3 separate regions of the Zea mays genome follow, and all the other regions are linked to region 2. The links are chromatin contacts, called in public Hi-C maps. All regions are on one chromosome and are shown on one strand. The core of a region is the stretch at or near the end of the contact, and the rest is flanking DNA. Distances in the headings are between cores, read along the strand shown.

Region 1 (3,131 bases), core at 524-3,023, 280 kb before region 2:
TATAGTCATATGATGATATGAAATATATATAATTTACATGGTGACTAGGCCAAGAAGATACAAGTTATGCCTTCAGTATCAGCAATAGAAATAGCCAATAGGTGTGGTCCGGTCGACACACAAATATTGTCCTCTGTACTGGAAAATGCAAGAAGCAAATGCATACCTTGCAGCGGAAAGCAATGTTGATAGCATCCGATGGCTTGAGGTCGAAACTGATAGTGTCTTGGTCATTCCCAACCTGGTGTCATGTTGCCATGCTTTCTTTTTTCAGACCAATATAAGCTAAAAGGATTGTTTTTGCGGCATAATTTACTTGGGAGTGCAGTTACCTTTGCGAGATATAGTCGAGAATAGTATGCGTCATGGACCATTTCTGTGATCCGCACCAAACGCACCTGAAAGCGCAGAGTGCGTAGCCAAAGCGATCGGTGATTCAGCATATATGTTCAGCCCAAATCCTGCCTGTGTTGGACAGAACTGGCATGCGTTTGTGCAGGTGCGTGACTCAAAATCAAGTAGATACAAAAATCATTAATGTGCATCAAAGTTCACTGGACACCTCTTTGTTATAGGTACCAAATTCCTAAAGGAAATGAGTAGCCAAACATTATATCTACTGTTTTTTTTCTTCTTAAAAACATGCATCACCTCATATCCCATCCTTGTAGTCATCTCCAGCACCACATTGTAGATGGTTGGCCTTGGCTGGAAAGACATAACAATGTCAAATGCAGTTCTGGGCCTGTTTGTGCAGTATGCTAAATCCAAGTCTTACAATTCGGATGTTCCGAAGCGCAGCCAGAAGCATGATGCTTGGCGTCTCCACTGGGGAGGAATATGATTGAAGTAGCATGAGCAAGCAACAAGATTAAGTACAAGAAGAAGAAAAAAAAAGCATCTGCAGCAGCGATTAATGACGTCAATGAGGCATTCGTCCAGGCAGCAGGCGGGGAACTGGTACGTACTGACGATGATGGGGAGCAGAAGGTCGCTGCCGTCTTCCATCTTGAGCACGATCGCGTGGTGCGGCGCGGAGTCCCGGAGCCTCAGCACCCGGGGGTTGTTCTGGACGCATCTCAGGTTCCTGCCGTCGCGCATCTTGATGACGAAACCGCCGTCTGACACGCTCCTGAGCTCAACTGCAAGCAAGCAAGCAAACAAGCACGGGGGTTTGAGCAACGGGAGACGTGCTGTGCTCCTAATGCTGGAACAGAAGAGATGGGCACCGACCGGCCTCCATGACGCTGGAGTCAACGAACTCCTCCTCACGGGCGTCGAAGTCCGCGGCGGCGGCGCCGTCGCCGTCGGAGGAGGAGCCGCCGTGGGTGCAGCGAGCCGGCCGCCAGCCGATGGTCCTCCCATTCCCGTTCCCGTTCCCCAGCGGTGGGGAGAAGAACCTGCGCGCTGCCACGCCGGCTCGGGGCGTCGTCGCATGCAGCAGCCCGGCACTGGCGCTTCCGCTTCCTCTGCAGCGCACGCGCCGGAGAAGCTGGAGGTGTCCGCTCACTCTCGCGTCGGCGACGGAGGCCGCCGCGGCGCCCGTGACGGGGGCGGCGTGGCAGCGAGGGAGCACGGCCCCGTTGATGATGTCCATCGTCTCGTCCCCCGGAGAGAGAGATTGGCTAGCTGTGGACGAACAGACGCCGCCGGGTGCTAGTAACAACCAAGAAACCGGCGAGCTAGCGTAACCAAGAAATCCTTGGTAGCTTGATGAGCAAATAGTACGTAGTGGCTGGGTGCATGAGTAGAGTACCTCGACGCGACGATCAGCTCTAAATGGGGATCAGAGCATGGTGCTGCAGTGCAGGAGCTTTGATTTGTAGCAGGCGCACTGGACTGTACTGAGCTGGACTGCAGCAAGTGCTTGTTGGCTTCTTCCTGGTTCAGTCAGCCAGTGGTTACAACGCTGTGCTCAGAACCTCACATGTAGTAGTAGACTTATCCAAAAACCCCGGAGATATTTTCATTCAACGGACGGCATGCACAAAAGGGGATGGATCGGAGATATTTTAGTCTTTCTGTGATTTTTATCTAATAAAAGTGAAGCAATAGATATCTCATGCATCACGCCATCACCCAACACCCATAGAGAGAGGAGATGAGGTCACCTTCATCGGTGAATGACTGGATAGTCAGAAGCGAATGAAAAGGAGGAGATACCTCTTGTCAGTTGTCACCTTCATCGGCGATGAGCCGACTCCGGCCCAACTTGGTATGATACCCGTCCGTTTGCTGGTACAATACAGCCCTCTGCAAGACATTGTCACAAACAGGTTGTGGGCACGCGCGCGTTCCATGCCCGTATGCCGCCCTGGCACCAGCGCGGCAGCCGCAGGCAGGCATTGCTCCGCCGTTCCTGCTGCGCGCTGCGCACGCACGAGAGAAGAAAAACGCACCAACCAGCTTGGCCCAAAGCTCTCCTCGAACGGTCCCTCGCCGGACATGCCGAGCCCGGGTCCCGGGAGGGGAGGTCCAGCTACTAGCGTGCCGCCAGCATGAGAAACAAGTCTGTCCGGGTTCCGGCCTGCCCGATCGGAGCAGCGAGCCCGGCTACAAACAGATACAACTAAAACATTACATGGTGGACCTGCATGTGGGGTCTATCCTACTTTTTGTAAGGGACTGCAAACATCCTGGTTTGCAGCCGAGCTGCAGCAAAATTTTTTCCTTGTTGGACACTCAGAGATAATATATGGGCCAATGTCTTCACGCGAACGGTCGGGCCCTCTCGTCGTTCTGGGCTTCTTGCCTAGTAATCCTGTTGGGCTTGGGCTTGGGCTTGGGCCTGAGGCCTTCATCAGGTTTCAAGGGGAGAAAAGAACTTTCATTTTTCCCCTCTCAACTATCACCCTAGTGTCTTACTCTCTCCCTCAAAACCGATTTAAGTCATGTTTAGAAGCTTAGTATTTTTATAGTTTTAAAATAATACTATGGTATTTGATGGTACCGTAGTATTGGAAGCTAAAAGGTGTTTGGTTGGTACAAATAAAACACGATTTTACATATTATGGTTTACCCAAAACTGTGGTATTTTTTAAGTTTTAGAAACTTCAGTCGGGACCTCGGTTTTCTTTGTTCTCTCTACGAATACTTTGGTTTTCTAATGGAACCAAACACATCTCAGTTTT
Region 2 (3,009 bases), core at 334-2,833:
TCCGCCAGCGCCTCGGCCGCTCTCGCCCTCGCCGCCTCCGCGCGTTCCTTGAGCTCCCGCGCGCCGTCGGAGTCCTGCATCACCCACCTCACCTTCGCCTCGACCTCTTGAGCCGTCACCAGGCCCTCGCCGTCCCTCCTCACCTCCACCCCGAGCTTCATCTCCTCCACGATCCGCACCTTGTTCATCCTCTGCTCCGCGTACAGCGGCCAGCACAGCAGCGGCAGTCCCGCCACGACGCCCTCTAGCGTGGAGTTCCACCCGCAGTGCGTCACGAACGCGCCGGCCGCCCTGTGACGCAGCACGTCCACCTGCGGCGCCCACGACGCGACTACGAGCCCCCTGCCCTCGGTGCGCTCCGCGAACCCTGCCGGGAGCAGCGCGCGCACGTCGTCGGCTGGTGGCCCGCCGGGAGGGCTCCGCACCACCCAGAGGAACCTCTGCCCGGACCTCTCCAGACCCACGGCGATCTCCTCCAGCTGCCTCTTGGGGAACGTGCCCAAACTCCCGAAGCAGAGGAACACGACGCTGCGGTCCGGCTGCGCGTCCAGCCAGCGGAGGCACTCGTGGCCGGCACCGTCGCCGCCGGGCGAGACCATCGGCCCGACGCAGTAGACCGGCGGCGTGGCGCGGCCCGGCACACACAGCCCATCCCTTAGCGCCCGCATCGCGCGCGGCTCCAGCGACTCGAACGAGTTGATGAGGATCCCGCGGGCGTCGGGCATCCGGGCAGCCGCGCCCATGATGACCCGGCACGCCTCGCTGTCGTTGAGCACCCCCTGTGGCAGGTCCGCGACCGTGAGCGGAGGGACGCCCGGGAACGACAGGACGGTCGACCCGCCGAGCTCGGCGAAGCTCGTGCCCACGCTGGCCCGCATGGCGGGCAGGCCGAGGAAGTAGGCGAGGCCGGCGGCGCCCGAGGCGAAGTGGAAGTAGGCGGGCAGGCCGAGGTCCGCCGCGACGTCGAGCGCGCCGGCGCAGAACATGTCGAGGACGATCGCCTGGACGCGGCGCGACGCCGACAGCGCGCGGAGGAAGTCCCGGAGCGGCGCGTTCGTGGCGCGGAGGAAGCGGAGCAGTCGGGTCAGGGGGTCGTCAGGCTCGGCGCCGCCGTCGGAGGCCGGCGGGGGTAGCACGTGGCAGGCGACGGAGGCGTTGGAGGCCTTGGCGCGCGCGACCGTGGCGGCGAAGCCGTCCGCGTAGACGGGCGGCTCGACGACCACGATGGCGACGTCCACCTGGTCACCTGCGTGGCGGAGCAACGCCTTGGCTAGCTCGAGCATCGGCGCGAGATGGCCGACGCCCGCGCCCGGGTACAGCACGACCGTCGTCTTCTCCATCGCTCGACTCGACTGACGACAAGGGCGAGCACTCAACTGCTAGCTGCGCGCGCACCAGCACCGCCGTGTTTGGTTTTGGGACACGAGAGTATGCGCCACAGGTGTGGCGAACCTAGGGAAGAGTGAGAGACTGAGGATAGGAAAGAGGTGAAGCAGGGACACGTACCAGATTGTTCACTGCGCTGCAGGGCTTCTACTATAGTCACAATCACAAAAACGGGCGACGAGGGCAACCAAACAAGCTATTAATTTCACAGCCTAGCATTTAGGAGACGTACAACCATAGTCACAAAAACGGGCGACGAGGGCGATGATTCAACTGCTACTGCTAGCTGCGCACCAGCACCACCGGTTTCTTTCCGGAAAGATGTTAGCTCGTCTGGTTCTGGGACACGACACGAGAGTATGCGCAAGCCAACCCGAGCATGCTACCTGGCTACCTGCTATTGTTCGTTGTCCAGAAACATGTCATGGATGATGTTGTGTGGAGAGTGTAGGGGAGAGTGAGGATAGGGAAGGGGCGAAGCAGGGACACAGAATTCTGCTGTTTTTTTATAAAAAAAAATAAATGACCTTGAGATTGAGTACTGTTATTATTACATGCCTGAAAATTGCCCACATGGATGTACGTGGCCTGTCATTTAGGGGATATTTGTGTCGTCGCCAATGATTTCAAAAACGACAATGAAAACTATGCTAACGCCCAAAGCACGGTAACACAATCATTTAACTCATGCCAACTGAAACATGACATCAATGAATCTCTAAGGGGAAGAGAAGGTAAATCCATGTGCTCAAACCGTGCCATGAATAACATTAAAATTATTCCAGTATATTCTAACATCCTAACGAGGGAACTGGCTATCGCTGGGTGGGTAAATTCTTCCAACTTTGCAGTGGAAGAAGTGCCACAATAGCATTTCCCCCCCCCCCCCCCCCCCCAAAAAAAAAGACACCTTTTATCCTTTCGAAAAGGATGGGATCTACACAGCAGCTTCAAGTACCTGCAAAATAGCAGCAGCATGTAGTAAGCAAAGGCCTGGGAAATTTAAAGCTCACTGTAATATGAGACATCAAGAACAAAGATCAGACAAATCTGGAAAAAAAATGGAATATTCAAGACGGAAATATATGGAATTAAAGAAACGTCAAGGGGCAGAAAGGAAGCATTCATTCATCAGGGCCCAAAGCAAAGGTAAGAAAATTAGATTAAATGCTTGTTGGCACCACATTTGGACAACCACGGAAAAAAAAGGTACCACACTGACTAAATCGATACTAACTCCAAATAAACAGGAAATTAGAAAAACGAATCTATGAATAGTAGAAACTAAGAGAACTGAAAATGTGTTAGTAAGTGTTATGCGACAGTCATAGAAAACAGTTGGATCGGTGGTGCCATTCTCTAGCTGAAAAAGATTGCAGACAAAAAAAGCAATAGATATCAAACAAAGAATAAGAAACATAGGTCATGTTTATTATGTCCGGTTGATACTGCAGGGTTATTTTCTGACATTAAAGTAAAACCTGACAAATGTTTCACAGAGATACTAATAGGACCAGTTCCGCTGAATTTTGGTTTAGGATGGATTGAGGGGGGAAAATCATTATTACCAAAGGAGTACATGCTTCAAACCAGCTTCTTTGGCAGGCTCTACAACGGCCTTTC
Region 3 (2,928 bases), core at 142-2,641, 340 kb before region 2:
TTCTTTGCGAGAAAACCTCTCTGTTCTTGTTTCTAATGTTAAGAGGAAGCAATATGAGTGTGAGAGGAAAGGAAATCTGTGACAATTACTTGAAAATGAACTTTTTAAAGAGGGTGAAACTAACATACCAAAGGCTGAAGGATAAAAATATATGTTTCTTTACTGATTGGATCTTCAGTATGCCATATAGTCCTCCTAGAGAAGAACGAATGTAAAATCTACTTGTTGAAGGAAATGGTTGATGCCAGAGAAAGAACAGACGAGCATGACCTGAGCAAAAACCACATAAAGGAAGAGGGTAATCTTGTCTAAAAAGCAGCAGATACCTCGGAACCTCATCAACAGCTGTCCACCCTGCAATCTCCAGGCATCTTCTCAATGGAAAACTGAGCTTGCGGGGTTTTGGCTGAAGAGACCTTTTAGGCACAACTTAGTTGCTAGGCTTCAGGTCTGCAGTGACCTTCTTTGATTTTGGTTCTAACGCGGCGTTGACATTTTTCTGTACGTCCTCACTAAAACCGACATATATTATCCTTAGCGACAAGAATTCGAAAAAGCCAGAAAGGGATGGGCGATGAGTTAGAAGAGTCAGGTCAACTAAAAAGACAAAAGAAGAAGGTGAGATGTCCCAGTCTCAATAATGAATTGGGTGAAACGACACCGTGTTAATTTAAGACAAATAACAAATTGAAGAATTCAACCACAACCAGCGTATGTGCTCGGTTGGTGCAAATTCTTGTTTGTTTCCAGAGTGGGGTGACGAGAGCTGAAAATACAGGCGCCGCTCTCCTCCTGCCTCTCCAGCAATAGCGCCACAGAGCATCCAGCAATACGTACGTGCATGTCAACGTCGAACACGTTAACCGTCCATCCCTAGGACTGCTTCTGCTTGAGGACGTTTCCACGAACAGGCTGTGGGCACGACCGCGTTCGTTACATGCCATGGCACCACACTCGCACACACAGCTCCGGCAGTAACCGAGACCGTCTCGAGCACGCACGCACCAGGCACCATACAAGAAATTAAACAGAAAGCACTCACCTTTGCTTGACAGGTGCAGTCGGCCTTGATGCAACGCGTGCCGGGCCAGGGACTGTCGCTGTCCACCATCCCTGGCGAAGAGGTAGAGCAACTGGAGCCAGAACGGTCGGCGAGGCAGCGGCGGCCGGCGGGATTCGGCCTTTCTGATGTGGAATCTAACGTCTGACGACGAGGAGGTTCTGTGCGACGAGCAGGTGGTGCCGTCTCAGTCCGTCGGCCTACTCAAGAACGGTGATCGAGTTGGCGCAGACCATAAAAGAAGACAAAACGGCCCAGGCCATCTGAATGCTTGATGAAGCAGACAAAATACATGGAACCGTGACTGCCATACTGAAACCATGTATTGGAGCAACCGAACGCAACTCCTCGTCCACGACCTCTTTTATAAACTGGAATTGGAAATTGAAATCAGAAATTCTGAATTCTGCTTAAAGAATTTAGAGCTAGAATTAAAGCTCAATTTTTTAGAATTGGATTTTAACTAAAAAATGTTTCTCACAATTCAGAGCCAATACTCTAGGTATTGGATGGAATTGCAATTCCAAATATATCCAAACAACAGATTTGTATTGAAACTCATTTCCAATACTAGACAGATTTGGTAGTGGATCTAATTCAATTCCAACATCTCCAATATCTATATTCAAATGGACCCTTGTTGACTATAAAGGCTATCTCGAACAGCTTTATAGGGTGTTTAATGTATTAGAGCTAATAGATAGTTGGCTAATTAATTGCTAGTAAAATTAGCTAGCTAACAAATAGTTACCAAACTATTAGCTAATTTGCTAAAAGTGGCTAATAGTTGAACTATTAACTAGACTAGCAGCATTCAAACGCCCTTTACTCATCATGTCTTTTATTTTAAACTTTACTTTATAAAAAGTATAGTTTATAATATAAAATTGTGTTTTATTCGATTATATGCACAATTTGTTGTCTATAGCCTTAGGGCTTGAGGTAGCACTTGCTCTCTTGAACATGTGAGTCTAAGGGTGTCTTATCACTGTCGACGCCATTATAGTATACCTTAGGCTTCTTACTTGGGTAAGGGTGCTCAACCTTTGATACTCGTGTGATAAATGTAGCTTAGCCGTCTACATGAAATAAAACGTATAATATGCACATAGTAGAATATTTATAAGGGTTGATCTCGTCCTACTCGATCAAGGGACCCGACTGAACCTTTTCCTCGCGTTCTCGTAGGGGTGCGACGACTTTATGCTTGATTGGTTGTGGCCTTCTTTTACACCGTGTACGTAAATGATGGGGATAGTCGTTATACGAACCAACGTTCGTTGATAGACTTCTCCCCGTAAACACTCAGAGAGAACCTCTCGTTCTGCACAATTGTTTCAATGGATTCATCCAACAAAAGCTCAATTTCACGAAGGTTTTGTTTGGCCAGCAACTCATCTTTCTTACCGGCAGCTAGCTACAGCTAGACAGATGATTGCTCCATTGCTAAGTATGTACTAATCAACTTGCCTAGAGACACTATCCTTTTCTTGCTCGACAAAACTGCAGGTATACATGATCTTATTGGTATTTCTGTTAATGGCATTTGCTTCCTTAAGCTCACTATTAGCCTCAGGATTTCAATTTCCCTCTCCTTGAGAAGTTCTAAGCTTTTCTTGTTAGTCTTCATCTCATTTGATTCTTGTATCGAATAAAAAATATTATGTTCAAGAACATTGGTTGTTCGCTTCGGGTTAAAGACAATTGTTTAGACTACTGCAGCTGCAATTCATAGAGACAAAACATTGTACAAACAGTAGAAGCCGTTACGGATTATAGCCAAGAGCATGTCTTTTTTTGCCTTCGAGCCCTCTCTTTCTTGCTTCCATCTTCAAACACTCGTAGTCACTCCTTCCTGGGTCAAGGTT

Evidence for each region. Hi-C and Micro-C count contacts between places; a contact is called where the count stands out from the background.
Region 1: a contact with region 2 is called in a Hi-C map of leaf, with 6 times the contacts expected there. The contact joins the promoter of LOC100280101 here to the promoter of LOC100279846 in region 2. A contact is called at or near these places in 2 of 25 Hi-C or Micro-C datasets (ear and leaf).
Region 3: a Hi-C map of tassel shows a contact between it and region 2, with 3 times the contacts expected there. The contact joins the promoter of LOC103650450 here to the promoter of LOC100279846 in region 2. A contact is called at or near these places in 3 of 25 Hi-C or Micro-C datasets (ear, leaf and tassel).

The regions. Positions count from the first base shown.
Region 1 is chr3:115,532,217-115,535,347 of Zm-B73-REFERENCE-NAM-5.0, forward strand. It overlaps LOC100280101, which reads right to left and starts at 1,774. Exons shown (of 9, transcript NM_001366118.1): 1 at 1,234-1,774; 2 at 969-1,142; 3 at 779-828; 4 at 652-708; 5 at 333-398; 6 at 167-241. The coding sequence starts at 1,597.
Region 2 is chr3:115,808,169-115,811,177 of Zm-B73-REFERENCE-NAM-5.0, forward strand. LOC100279846 (UDP-glycosyltransferase 88A1) reads right to left here and starts at 1,584. Exons shown (of 1, transcript NM_001152799.2): 1 at 1-1,584. The coding sequence starts at 1,340.
Region 3 is chr3:115,466,075-115,469,002 of Zm-B73-REFERENCE-NAM-5.0, forward strand. LOC103650450 (wall-associated receptor kinase 2) reads right to left here and starts at 1,392. Exons shown (of 5, transcript XM_020550278.3): 1 at 1,043-1,392; 2 at 129-195; 3 at 1-32.